Regions from separate parts of the Gasterosteus aculeatus genome. Here region 2 is linked to region 1. A link is a contact called in public Hi-C data. All regions are on one chromosome and are shown on one strand. Each heading gives the region's core, a stretch centred on a gene start, on an enhancer-like site or on the middle of the called end of the contact. The rest is flanking DNA. Distances are from core to core; before and after follow the strand shown.

Evidence for each region. Hi-C and Micro-C count contacts between places; a contact is called where the count stands out from the background.
Region 2: a contact with region 1 is called in a Hi-C map of tail fin, with 4 times the contacts expected there. The contact joins the enhancer-like site here to the promoter of rnf43 in region 1. A contact is called at or near these places in 6 of 6 Hi-C or Micro-C datasets (blood and trunk muscle, liver, skeletal muscle and 2 more).

Annotation. Positions count from the first base shown.
Region 1 is chr7:18,200,136-18,207,106 of fGasAcu3.hap1.1, reverse strand. It overlaps rnf43 (ring finger protein 43), which reads right to left and starts at 3,384. Exons shown (of 9, transcript XM_078106176.1): 1 at 1,845-3,384. The coding sequence starts at 2,054. It overlaps hsf5 (heat shock transcription factor family member 5), which reads right to left. Exons shown (of 2, transcript XM_078106177.1): 2 at 5,572-6,391. The coding sequence ends at 5,775.
Region 2 is chr7:18,253,687-18,260,657 of fGasAcu3.hap1.1, reverse strand. The region is part of intron 2 of rnf43 (ring finger protein 43); the gene reads right to left. Among protein-coding and RNA genes, the nearest start is that of hpda, 15 kb to the left of the region's middle. Within about 2 kb of position 4,182, at least 2 of the 9 cell types and tissues checked have open chromatin away from gene starts, as enhancers often do.

The sequences.
Region 1 (6,971 bases), core at 2,135-4,634:
CCAGGGAGAACGCAGTTTAGCAGATCAGAGGGTGATGTGTACTAAAGCAAAGTCTCATGACTTTCAGGAGAAAATTGGGAATTCCTTTCATCCCAGGCCCTCGCAGTGGGGCCCTCAGATGTGTTAGCAAACATGGTCACAACAGGATCTGATGATTTATAAAGGAGATCACACCATTTCTGTCGATTCAAAACGAGAGTATCGGGAGAAAGGCTACAAGTTACACTGCTTTTAGCTTATTGAAAATGCTGTATTCCTGTTTAACTTCGAATGCCAAATGCAGTTTTTGCAGTAGAAATCAACTGCAAAGAAATCAATTATTGGCGCTACTGAATGTATAAAATCAATATTGATGAATGAATAACACTGCAGGTAAAAGGAAAAAATATATTAATCTACAAAAAATATATTTTTGATTCGGGGGTGACAGCGGGGCAATTTAAGAAGTAATGAGGACATTCGAGGCAGGAAATCAATCAGTGGAGCGCACCCGTCCGCTGGGAGAGGAGAACGGGGCCGTAAAGCGGCCTGCGGGGCAGAGAGGACCTGTTGGAACAGGCCTAAGCTGCAACAAAGAGCATCCTGCAGCACAACACGTCCTCTGTGCACTGTGGGAACGGCCTGGAAAGAGTCTGTCCCTTCTTAACCTCGGACGGAACCACAATAACTTGCCCGACTCGGAGGAAACAACTACAAACAGCACCTGTGCACATTTCTTCACACTGCAGGCAGATATCACTTCAACAGTCTCTGTCCTCCACGTGCTTTCCTTCACAGTGTCTTCCTGAAGCTCTCTGCCCAGATCCACCGGGGTTAATAACTTTTGTTGTATTACCTCTCCAGCACATGGAATAGTAAAAAAATGTTTTACGGGGAAGACAAAAATAAAATAAAAGGGAGCTTAAATGAGCGTTTGATCTCACCTGCGCTGTGATAAGCATCCATAACATGGTGTCAACATCCTCCACGGACACGTCAGCTTTAACTGGAGGGGGAAAAACACCGGCGGCTGTTCGCAGTGTTTGAAACCGGGCTTTCTCTGTGGAGAAGCTGTATGAATCTGGGCCTCCATTCACAAAACCCTCCCACGCACAGTGAGTGAGAAGAGACAAGATCCTGCAGTAAATCCTATCTCAGGAGAAGCTAAATAAATTGACGCTTTTTTTTGCTTCAATTGTAAATTTGCATGAGTCTATACAGGATTTGCATGAGTTGTTTAATAGTCTTCGACCACACTTTAATATTAAACATGGAGAGTTAGAAGATTGGATGCCAGGAATAGCTGTCGTCCTTGAAAAGGCCCTCGAGAAAGGTTGGCAACCTCAACCGAACCCCTGGTGAGAAAAATCGATGGAACCACAAACTAACCTCAACAAAATCGGCGTGTCATCACGGTTGTTCCAATGGTCACGAAAGCATTGTGATAAGACGTACGCTTTAATTATTTTTCTCCTATTGGCAAAGTTTTATAATATTTCTTCCCGTACATATTCACGTTCAGTTGTCTCTAAATTATTAGTCCACATTATCAATGTGAGACTTCATTAGGACAAAATGGCAACCAGAGCAATATACTTCTGCGGGTGTTTATGAGTGACCTAAAGGATGCAATGTGACAAGGTCCGCATCCACCCACTCATCCACATTGCTTAAGTGTCTTTGAGCAAGGCATTGCATTCCTGACAGCTTTGAGCTTTGATTTCCTCGCGGCAGAGCCAGTAGAAAATGTGACACAGGTGTGCAACTATCACAACAGGTGCCCCCCCCCCCCCCCCCCCCCGTGACCCCCGGCTGTATGTTCGGAGGTGAAGCGGCTCGTGCCGATGCGCCCGTAACGTCCTTACCTGCATTAGTTTCCCGTGCGCGTAGCCGGCGCTTCTTCCCACGAACACCCCCTCCAGAGTGATGGTCTTGCCCGCCGACTCGTGGTTCAGCAGCTCCACCTTGATGACCGCTCGCTCGGACTCCGGGCCCGGCTGGCCCAGCACCACCTGCAGGGCCGCCATCAGCAGCCACGGCCAGAGCCCGGCCAGGCGCCGCTGCGGGACGCTCATGGCCTCGGCTGGAGAGGCGGTGCCCGGCCGCACATGGTGGACTTCAAAGCAGGCGAGCACCGCGGAGAGACGGCCGAGGAGAATATCTATGTCCTCGCTTATGTGTACACGTCCCACTCCTCCTTCTTCTTCTTCTTCTTCTTCTTCTTCTTCTTCCTCCTGCGCCGACAACGAAGCGCTAAACGGATACAATCCAAACTTTTAAAGCCGGAGGACTGTCATCATAGCTCGGGCCTGAATGTCCCACAACGTCCATTCAGCACCAGAGTTTATACTCAAACTCCGCACGTCGCGCGAGTGCCTTAGACTCCGGTCAGCGGCCACATGGAACAAAAAAGAAAAAGAAACTGCCCTTTTCGAGCTAACTATTAAAATAACTTTTATCCAGTGTCACGGCTTCCAGCAGCCTGGTCCTCACCAGACAACAGGACACATGTCCTCACCAGACAACAGGACACATGTCCTCGTTCGTAGCGTGTTCCGCTGCTGCACGCTCTCTTGCGCGCTCTCTCTCTCTCTCTCTCTCCCAGAAGAAGGGCAGGTCCTTATTTATCCGTATGCGAGCTGGTACGAATGTGACAGTGTGCACACAAGTTGACTTTGCCTTACGAATCGCACACCTTCGCGACCAAACACAAAGACACGAAGAGGAGAAGCCGAGGACAGCGCGTCCCCCCCGCGGGCGCTATGTTTTCTGTACGAATCCACACGCGGAAAAACAGAGAGGGACGACTTGAACTTCAAAGGCTGAGCTGCAGGTTGCTGCTGGAAAGTTAAGAGGCATGTTGACGCGTAGCAAAACGTTGAGTAATATCAATGTAAATATGTATTGTTTTACAACCTCACTTAAAAAAAATGGTTGAAGAAGTTGTTAAATTCAGCCGTTCTCTCTAATTATTAACCAAAGCGAATGGCCCGCTGTCTTGCTTCACTTATGACTTAGTCGCTGTACTGGGTCTGAAAACCGAAGCGACTTCTCTAACAGACACGTGGACTTTTTTCCTGCAGTCTTCATTTAATCCAACTCGCCGCGGGGAAGAAGCCGCTCTCGCTCAAACACACGGCTCACTGCCTCCGCTGCACCGTGACAAATGGGTGACGATCCTCCGGAGGACACCCGAGGGGAAAATGAACTGTTTGTCAAAATCCATCAACGAATCCCGTTCAGAAACACTACAAAAAGTACGAAATACAAGCACTCCAAACTCCCGGTGAAGCCCGTTTAAAGTTTAGAAAGCGAGGAGACACCGTGTGCGGTTATGACACCGTCCTAAAAGTCTTCCTCCCGGACTGCGCGTCGCTCCCCTGGGATCCCACCGACACCCTCTACCTGATCGCTGCTGCCTTCACGTGCTGTCGGAGACTGGGGCTCTTCTTGAAGCGATGCACGTGTATGACACGATCTGTTTGGGAGAGGCTGCATCTTTGACACCTAGCTACTTAAAAACTAAAGCGAGGGCCATGTTAATATTATTACATGTGCATACGGTTAGAATGTGGTATTTATGATGAAATAGCGGTACGGTTGGGTCAAGAGTTTACACGCAATGGGATGTACATTTCTAGTCTGATGATAAAGTGTTCTAATACTGCAGCTGTTCCAGGGTTTGTTTCCAACACATGGATGTTAAGAGTATCTAAAAATTGTTACGGTAATATCAAAATAGCTCCCGAGTAGCACCTGAAGGCCACATTGCGGGGAGGGCGGGGCAGCCCCGCACATGAGAACCGATCCGGCGGCTCCCTCTAGCGGTTACAATGCACAGAACAAGCAGGCACCCCAGTACAACAAGTGCAGCATCAACAAGACATTAGGAAAATACACGTAAACAACACACCATGCAGCTGAATAATGAGAAATATGTTTAACTTTAATTCTAACACTTTTACACACTCGCCTTTAAAACATGTCAGTTACACTTTAAAAAAATACATCCTTTGAACCGATGCAGCAACAAACAGCAAACAAAAGGTGTGAAATTCTACAATCACCAGGTTACTATTACAAACAAAGCAAACATACACTAAAAAATCTAATCTTTTTTTTATTTTAAAGCAATTCATTCAATATGTTCTTCCCCATTAAATCAACCTACTACTACTTTGGCAAACAAACTGAAATGGGAGTTATGTAAACTTATTCGATTTTCCAAATTCAAAAACAATAAAGAAACACACAAATAAAACAATCAAAAAATCCACAAATGTGGAATAAAATGTTGCACAATAAAAATGGAGAATATGGTCTAGTAATACTGAGAATTTAAGATCTCATCGTGCAGACTGGCTGCCAAATAAATCAAGAATTGACATGAAAACAAAAAGTATAACCAATTATGAATAAACTTGTATTTACATTTTAAATATATTTCCTTCCAATGGTTTTATTCTAATCATGCTCCCTAAATGTTCAATCATATCTTACTTAAAAATGAGGTGCAGTTCCTGTGCGCTTGCTGACTGAGTGTCGTTAACTTGATCACCTCTGAACCTCAGTCCTTTACATCATCGATGGTAACCTTGCCAGAGCACAGAGGAAACATCAGCAAATAATGTACAGGTATTTGCAAATTAACAGTTGAACGACACTCATCTACAATGTCTTGGCTTACCTCTAATATGGCATCTTTCAGCATTTCCTCTGGTTGTGAGTTCACAGATAGCTCCCGCTGTGCAAATAGATAAGCGCTGTCTATCTTGGACGTAGTGATGTTTCCAGAAGAGAAATAGTTTGCTTTTGTGGTGTTGGCAGGGTTGTTGTTGTGGGCGGAGAGCGGCACTGACAGGGGGCCTCGCATGTCCGGTGTAACAACTCTAATCAGGCTGCTATTGGGCTGAGTTTGCATCACCTCATCTGCAATCTGGAAAATGGTGTCCAAGTTAATGTCACATTTTTTCACCTCTTGGTATTCCTCGTTCTTTAACGTATTCCCACGGTATCTCGCCTGGAACAGCAGAAGAAAAGGTCATTTTCAAGACACAGTGTTGATAAAACTCCGTCTGCCTCGACCAATCAAAGATCTGGTGTAAGTCGTTGGTTACATGACAGGGTGAATCTGGTACATTTTCCCTACCTGGTGGTGACATTGGGTAGGGGAGGAACTGTTCTGAAGACCACTACTTGCCATCTGTGATGCCACAAGGTTTTGATGGTAGCACGCGTAAACTTTCAGAAGGACAAAAAAGATGAATTAGAATTATACACATTTACTTATATTTAAGTATACTACTTAAGTATATTTTAATATATTACAACTAAAATGTAGCTTTAAAAAAATACCGAGAGACAATTTAATTGAAGTGATGTAAACAATGTGGCTTATTACTGTTCTACCCATACTCCGTACAGGTCAGCTATGGTCATGCTCACGTGGGCAATAGTAGCCAGGCGGATATTGCACATTGTATGGGGAATTTGGATTCCAGCAGTTTGAGCAGGCCAGTAAACCCTGCGGAAGGAGCATAGCGTTGGAGCTAGTGGCGGCTCCAGTATAATTTGGGCTCAGAGATACGGGAATCCCTTTGTTTCCAGTGAAGTCGCTAGACGAAGGAGCGGCACCGTGACCCCTCATCGGTAACCGCGGTGGGACTGGGGTTCCATAGTAAGGCGGCGCGGCCTGAGCTCTGTTTGGAGGGTAAGGATGAGTTGACTCCTTATGGGTGTGGCTTAGCAGGGAATAGTCACCCGCAAATTCTGGAAGAAGAAAAGCATGATACTTGTCAGACAGCCATATTGAAACAAAAAATCCCCGTATTGTGTAACACTACGGTGAAACGTATGACCATTACATTGGGTTTTTCCCTACTAACAGTTGTGCGGTGACACATGCCTCTTTTCACATCTTTATCCCTGCCTTCATCACTGTATCGCAGGTATCTGCTCGGGCCCCTGTTTTTCACCTCCAGACCGGCTTGTATCTTGGCCTTGTTGAGGACCGTCAGCCTCCGCAGACTCGCGACAAGTTCAGGGTGGTTCCGCTTGAAGTTTGCGTGGTAAAAGTAGTGAAACTGCACCTGGTCCGCGTGGCAACAGTCTCTCATGTTGTCATCGGCTTTCTTGAAGCCGTACAGATTGAGCTGACGGACAAAGCTGGAGAAGTTGGTCGTTTTGAAAGTGTCTTTGTTGTCCAGGGCACTGCTGCTGCTACTGCTGCTGTTGCTAGGTGACAGGATCTGCTCCTCGAAGAGACGCTGGTCGATGACGATGACCAGGCCGTTTCTGTCCCAGCGGATGGCTTCATTTACTGGGTTATTCACCAAACGCCACAGTTTGGCAGGGAAGTTATTAGGGTTGATGCTCTCGGGTAGGGAACTGTCCCCAGCATCAATGCTTTGGTCTGTAGAGTGGGTAAAGTTAGAACCCAGTGAACATAGAATATAACCGCATGGATTTGCTGCAAATATATTATTGAATATCACAAATTATGAATACCATCATTTTATTTGAGCTGTCTTATATGTATTGCAAAATATCATTAAAATAGACATGGACATGTTGTTCATCTTGAACAAGAATCCAGTGAAAAGAATAGAATAAAACCTTATAATAATCTGATTTTGCGAAATAATATCATTATTTTATTTGAGCTGACTTTCAGTTGAAAACTGTACAGTAGTGTAACTTCATATGTTGTTATAATGTTATTTCATCTGTACAATGTCCAGAATAATGTTGTTTTTGACTAGTTATTTCAAATTGGACAAACGATTGCGTAAATATGGGTCCGTCTCGGTGCTTTTTGGACCGTATAAGCCCCCGTACCGTAACACCTCGAATAAAGGTGCATTGGCTAACGATACATTTCAAGCTGCAGGTCACACGACCGCTGTTTATAAAGTTAACGTTAATTGACGTAACGTTGATTGAACTTTTATGACATTAATGTTGAGAATTAGCATACGAACCCACATTAACTA
Region 2 (6,971 bases), core at 2,933-5,432, 53 kb before region 1:
CAACCTATTTCTTGCCTTTTCTCTCCTTTTTGTTAAGGTGTAAAAGGAAAATGTTTATGGGTATTTTAAAAGTTACTACAAGTATTGAACATTAACTTTGGCGCCTCCCTGTATATGAGGAAAAATGCTCAAGTATGTTGTTGTGTATAGTATGTTGTACCTGTAGTTTATACCACAGGTACGATGTACTAATACTCAGTAGACCTTTGTTGCAGTAACCATTTAACAAATGAATGTCATTTGATCATAAAGGTAGAATATCTACATACTCACGCTGTTAGCATGGGGAATAAAAACATTTGCTGCCCAGCATGAAGTCATAAGATTCATTTGGTCTCTTTTTCCTGTCCACTTATGTCAAGTTTTTGTTTTCTCTGCCCCATTATCACAAATCTGCCCCAGTGGCTTCCGTTTGAGCAACACACTAACAGCCTATGTAAAAAGAGCACTACTAAGGATGCAGACCTTTGAGGGCTTCTTGTCCCACTGCTTACTGTCAGTATCCTCCCACCTTATCCTCTAAAACCAAGGTCAAGGGACTCATCTGATTGGCCCATTTGATTTGACCGGCCCATTAATCGTCTGGATGCTCCCTCGGGTAGTTGACTCTACTTGGGTTGCGGGTTGTGCTGTCGGGGAGCCAGGCCTGACATCAAGGCGTATCCTCGTTTTAAGGGTCTCGCCGTGGTTTTTCTGTCACCTGACAACATCGCCTGTCAACATCTCAGCGTTTGTCCAAAGGGTTTAATGCGGCGCCGAGAAAATCAACCCAAAAGGCGAATACCCCTTCATCTGCAGCCATGTTCCAACATAACGGTGGGAAAAGAGAGGGGGCGAGCATGAGAATATTACACAAACACAGATACATTCAGCCTCAGCCACAGGGAAACATCTGCTGTGTTTTTATTGAACATCTATGATTACAGAACTCTATTCAAAGTCCAATTGAGATTTTATTCAAATTTCTCCATTAAAGGGGAAGTAAAGACAAACTTTGAAGTCACTCATCTGCAGTGGTGAGCGCAGGGCAACAATACATCTGGCTTAGCGAGTCATTTTCATTCACAATGAGCCATTATTTAACATATTTGTTATGTATTCTGACTAGATCTGCCACTGGAGTGAGATCATTTGGCTTGTTTCAGGAATCTCATATATGTGTGCAAAACGTACAGAGCAGGACAGTAGTACTAGTAACTATACAATTGAATGTCTATAAAGAAAGGTTGAGAAGAAGTTGAGAAGTAATGTATTTGATTCTTATTTATTTCATTTACTATGACTAAATGACTTGGACGGACATTTTATTAGTGCAGCCAGTAAGTAAGACATTATGATCTTGACCTAAGCTCCTCGGGGAGGCTGGAATGTGTGGAGGATACGGCCATAAACCCCCTCGCTCTCCAAAAACCCTTCCTGCCTCTTCAAAGCACGCCGCCAGACTCCATTCAACACAATCTAACTTGTCTTTTTCTCAGCGTGACTTTCCAGATCATTCATTGCACGGGTAAATTATATCGGGGAATAATATGTGTGGGAATAAAGAGTGAGAGTGAGAGGCAGAAAAAAAAGAGGAGGAGGGCGGGAGAGGAGTGAGGCGAGCAGGCTGTGATGCTGCTGCATGAAAGTGTCTAATGACAGACTGCAGCGCTCCGGCCTGCAGGTCTGAGGCCGGCTCTCTGCTCTGTCATTTCTCCTGACTGGCCCGGCACACTGGAACCATTACCCGCGCACTGGGACGTCGCCGTGCGGCTAAATGAGGAGCAGATGGCACCAACAGGGGGATGATGTTGGGGACAGGAGGTGGGGTGCAGGTGAGACAGGTATTACTCAACCCTGTACGTCTCCAGGATTCGAGCACCTTCGCTAGTCTGTTGGTAACATGAGGTATCAGGATTTAATGATTTCATGGAGCCAACAGACCTTTTGGAGATTCGTCCACTGTTCTGTTTACCTGTCAGAAGATGCGAGTCCTCCAGACATCACAGTCATCTCTTATTGAACAACCAAAAGTCTGTGAGGGCATGAATGTCTGTTTAAACTTAAATGTCAATTAATCCAATGATTACTGAGATGTTTGGACCGAAGTCCGATTGCCACGTTGCTAGCATAAAGATAACCACATCCTCTGCATTACCATTTATCTTTCTTTAATTACTTGAAAGATTTATTAGACAATGAATCTGGAACTCAATGAGCAATATCAGAAAAGAGACAGAAAACGTTCTCCTGGTGACTGCATTCCTACCTGTGTAAACGCACAGCTTTGCTTCAAATACTGTTTACCCTGTTTTGAACTGGCATATTTAAATCTAATTGTGTGTGAATAACTGCTCTGTGTGTGTGTGTGTGTGTGTGTGTGTGTGTGTGTTTGATTGCCGGGTGCCACTGGCTCAGCGGCATAAGAGTTGGTCTGGAGGAGGGAAGGGTGTAGCCCGGATGGGTATCCATTACTCACAGGGGTTCTTTGATGTGTGGCCGCCGAAGGGGGGGGAGTAATGTATGAGGAGGAGGAGGAGGAGGAGGAGGAAGAGGACGGGGGTTAGGGTGGGGGGGCATGTCAGGGCAGGTGAGCAGATCTCAGGAAAAGTGTTGAGCCGGAGGGGGTTGGGTCTGAATCACACACACGCACCTCCTCCTCCTCCTCCTCCTCCCTACAACTTCCACTCATTATGGAACACACACACTAAACACTAAGTCTACACACCGGGCTTGGCTACTCTTCTCATGCAGAGGAGTAAGAAAGACACTGGAAGACGTTATGAACCCGATCTGCCTGTGTGGAAGTTAGAGAGGTCTTCTAGAACAAATAGTATTATAGTTCAGCCCACCCTCCTTCTTCCTCCCCTCTACACTCCCCCCCCCCCCTCCCCCCTCTTGTTAGCAGACCCCGGCTACGACGAGAAACACATCTGAAAGGCAAAGCAAGCGCAGGGGGACACGGAGGGAGTCATCTGATACACTGTCACCTGCTAAAGGTGTCCCTGAAACATCAAGAGACGAACGGCGAGACAGAAGGGACTGATGTGGGTAACGATGGAGCCCGGAGGCGTTGACTCCATTGTACACACGCCACCACCTGACCTCCCGTTTAAGTTCTTAAACGCAGCCTGCCCAATGCCCGGGAAGGTGACACAGCCAGATAACAGATAAATCACAGCAGGAGAGAAAAAGTACTTTGGTTTTGAAGGAGCCGTGCTGACCGCTGAGGAAATCAGAGAGTTTGCTTTATTGATAAGTGTAAAAAGATCTGCATCCTAAATATAAAGCTAGTGCCAATGAATGGTTAGCTTAGCTTAGCGAGGGACTAAAAACCGAGGGGGGCAGATAGTGTGGATCTGTCAGATGGTAGAAGAAACGAACTCGGTCGGCCATCACCAGCGCAAAAACAACATCGTCGTCACATTTTCATCATCACTTTACCCCGTGCACTGACTGAACAACCCCCTCAAACAACTAAGCTGTGTCAGCACGTGAAATACTCCTGAAATGAATTACAGCTGTAGCTGTCGAGATACTTTAATCACAGGAGTTCCTGGCTGTAATAAGTATAATTAAGTAAACCACCTAAGTTACGGGGCAGGAAAAGAGTTGTAAAGAGGGTTGGATCTCTGGATTTACGCCGTCAAACACGCCAAACCCCACCTTTCTCCACTTTCTCCTAACGTCCAAGCATCCAGAGGGCCCTTTTTATATACACATTTCATTTTTATTTTTTTATGAAACTGTGAGAGTCCCACAGAGGAGCCACTATCTCTTTATTGTTTGTATTGCACTCCATCGAGAGATCCAGAATAATCCTCACTGGAGCGGAAAAAGACACCCCGTTTTGTAGGCTTGGTATTGGTATGTTGATACATTCCTATGGCAGTGATGAGAGTATAACTAGAGGAGGGAGAGAAAGTGTCCTGCATGATCTGTGGCCGGGGCATGGAAGAGGATTTTTTTCTCTTTAGCGACAGGCGGCAACACAGAGACTCGGGGGAAGCAAATTAGAGGGCCTTTCCCGGCCTTTTAAGAGGCAGATAATGTTCTTGTTTTCATAAAGCATCCTGTTATTTAATCAGGCCTGTAAGTGAGAGCCTCCTACAGCGTGGAGCAGCCTCCCTCCTCTCCTCCCCTCCCATCATTCCTGCCCTGAGCCCTCCATCTCATTCAACAGCTCTTGTAAGCCTCCAGGAATTCATTCCTGGAACAGGCCGTGCAGTAAGCCGTGTCTTTCTGCATTGCAAACACTCACACACACGTACACACAACCAGCACAGTGACAATTGAAAAAAACACGCTGGATGTCTGTTCATGAGGTAAACCTAGACACAATTAAAGTATGAACCCCCCCCCCCCCCCATTGTTGTATTTCTGTCATTGGAAATCTTCTACTTGCAGCGGTAGAAGAATTACGAATTATAAAATAAAGTATGTTGTTAAATAAAATGGCCTCAGGGTGCTTTACAGTCTATATACATGCAACATCCTCTCTCTCAAAGCCCTCACATCGGCACAGGAAAAGGTCCCGTCCCCCAAAAATGAAACGAAACACGGGGGAGAAAAAAAGGAAGAAAGCTTAGCGAGAACGGCAGAGGAGGATCCCTGTCCCGGAATGGACAGATTGCAACGGGTACAGAATGAACAACATAAAAGATCAAATTTTGATAAAAGGGTTTTGAATAAAGCCCTGTTTACTGTAGTGAAGTCTAAGTATAAGACAATCAAGTACAAGTGGCTTGAAATTGTGCTTAAAGGAACAGTGTTGTTAAAGGTTGTTTTCTTGCCGTTCATGTCTACATGCGGAGGGTGTCCGCTTCATGAAGCATGCCGCCTTGTTTTTACAGCATTGTCGAAAACATAATCCGAACACTGCCTCTATTAACAACTATTAATTTGTTTCAGTAGGCTGCAATCTGCAATCTCATCACTAGATGCTGCAAAATCCTACACACTGCACCCAAGACACCGCACTCATTCACGTCTTAAATGTAGTTGTATTTCACAACTGTTTAATTGACATCAAGTTATTTCAGTAGGTTCAGTGGATGTTAAAGGAGACACTTCACCGTGGGTTTAAATTCCTACTACATTTCAGTAAAAGCGAATCCGTGACCACGCTAGCCGCTCTGAGAGACTGAGCAGGTTTGATAGGATAAATTAAAAGAGTGACCTACTGATGGCGCTAAAGGACCGTTCAACAGTCATTGAGGTGATGACAAATCCTCCTGCACCGAATGTAATGGTAACCCATATGTTGTTGTTTTTGTTGACTCATAACCACAAATGTGCAATGTACGTCATGATGGGGAAAAAAATGAGAACTAGAGTAGTTTGATTTTTGTGGATAAACCGGGAAAAATGTTTTAGACACCACCAAAAAAAAGATTAGTGGAAAAGTACAGCTCACATTCACAGACTTTCTGAATAAGACTCAATATAAAAAAACCTTTTAGTCCCGAGTTAGCTGCTAGCTGCTTACCCTGTGCAAATGAAATAGTCTAAATAGTCCCATTGCATCCTCGTGAGTGACAAGCTTTGGAGAGTTAAACAGGCTCATGCAGCAGAGGAGCAACAAGAAGTCGCTGCCTCTGCCTGCAATGTCGAAAAACACCTGTTTTCCGGCTTGCCCGGACTCCGACGGACGCTTGGTGCTTGCCTGGCGAAGTAGTTATTGGTAAAACAAACCTGTCTACTTTCCACATCACTTTCACCAGCAGCGCTCTCTTGCCAAAGCCTGAGGCGGGCCAAAAGAAAAGAAGAAAAAAAAGAAAGTAAAAGAGGCAGAGATGAAGACACAAAGAGGAGAAAAGTAAGACGGTGGAAGGACATAGAAAGATGTCTTTTTTTCTCCTTTTTCTTTTCTTTTTTTTATGCCAATGTTTCACTTAATCTCATAAAGGCAGTGTGAAAACCTCCATCTGTTTGCCGAGCAGTTCAAAAGAGACTCCACATGCCTCTGCTTGCTGCTATATAAAAACAACATTCTAATGCAGATCTTAAAGAGGGCCAGCGGCTCAGGCTGCACAATGAGAACTGGGACGTGCCAGACGCGCCGATGGAGGACGGGAGGGTGGAAAGAGAATTAGGTAGGCAAACATGGGGGGAATGTGAGCGGCAGAGAGGGACTGGCAACAACAAAAAGGGAAGGGAGAGAGCGAGAGAGAGAGAGAGAGACGTGAGAGAGTCCAATCAAGGCAACAAATTTTCCTGTCAACAGCTCTGCTGCTGACCTGCCAGACGTGACCTTCAAGGACCAGACAGACAGCAGTGCTGTGGGTCACCCCCCCTCCTCCCCTCCGCCCCCCTCCCTCCTGCCCCTCCCCTCTGAATCAACCCATTCACCTCTCTTGACTCTGCTGCTTTCTCTTGCCTTCTCCTCTCCCTCGTCATGTTTCACCACGGGGCTTACCGGTCGCCTTTGTCGTTAATGGAGGAATGTCCTGGCTTTGAACGTCATCTTGTGTTAATTGTGTGGCTCATGAACGGGGAGGGGGTGGGGGGTGAGGGGGAGATCCAAGGGCACCGCCTTTAGACTCGGAGCGCAGAGGTGAAGACAAGACTCAATTGACGAACCAAACAAAAATACAACAGATAATGAGATAATGGTTTCTTTGATCCACAGTCAAAGGTGTCTGTAGGGTTTTCCTGCAAACGGGTGGCTCCACACACCTCCAGGGCTCCTTACCCCCAATAGCCGGGGCAAGACCAGGCCCGCTATTTTGACAAGCCCCCCGCCGCCCCCTTTAAGAATTCCAGGGTTCAAACTGCATGAAAATCAAAGGACTAATACAGCAGTAATAATAAGTTGCTGCCCTATGAACGCCTCATTCACCGAGGACAGGCAGTGGTAGAGTACAGTTGTAACTGGGGGGCCATTAACCACTCATCATACGATTCAAATTTCCATCCTTTGGTGGAACAAACATCTTCAGCTCCGCAGGCAGAGTGAGAACCAAGAATGAACCAGCAGTGGCAAAAAAAAC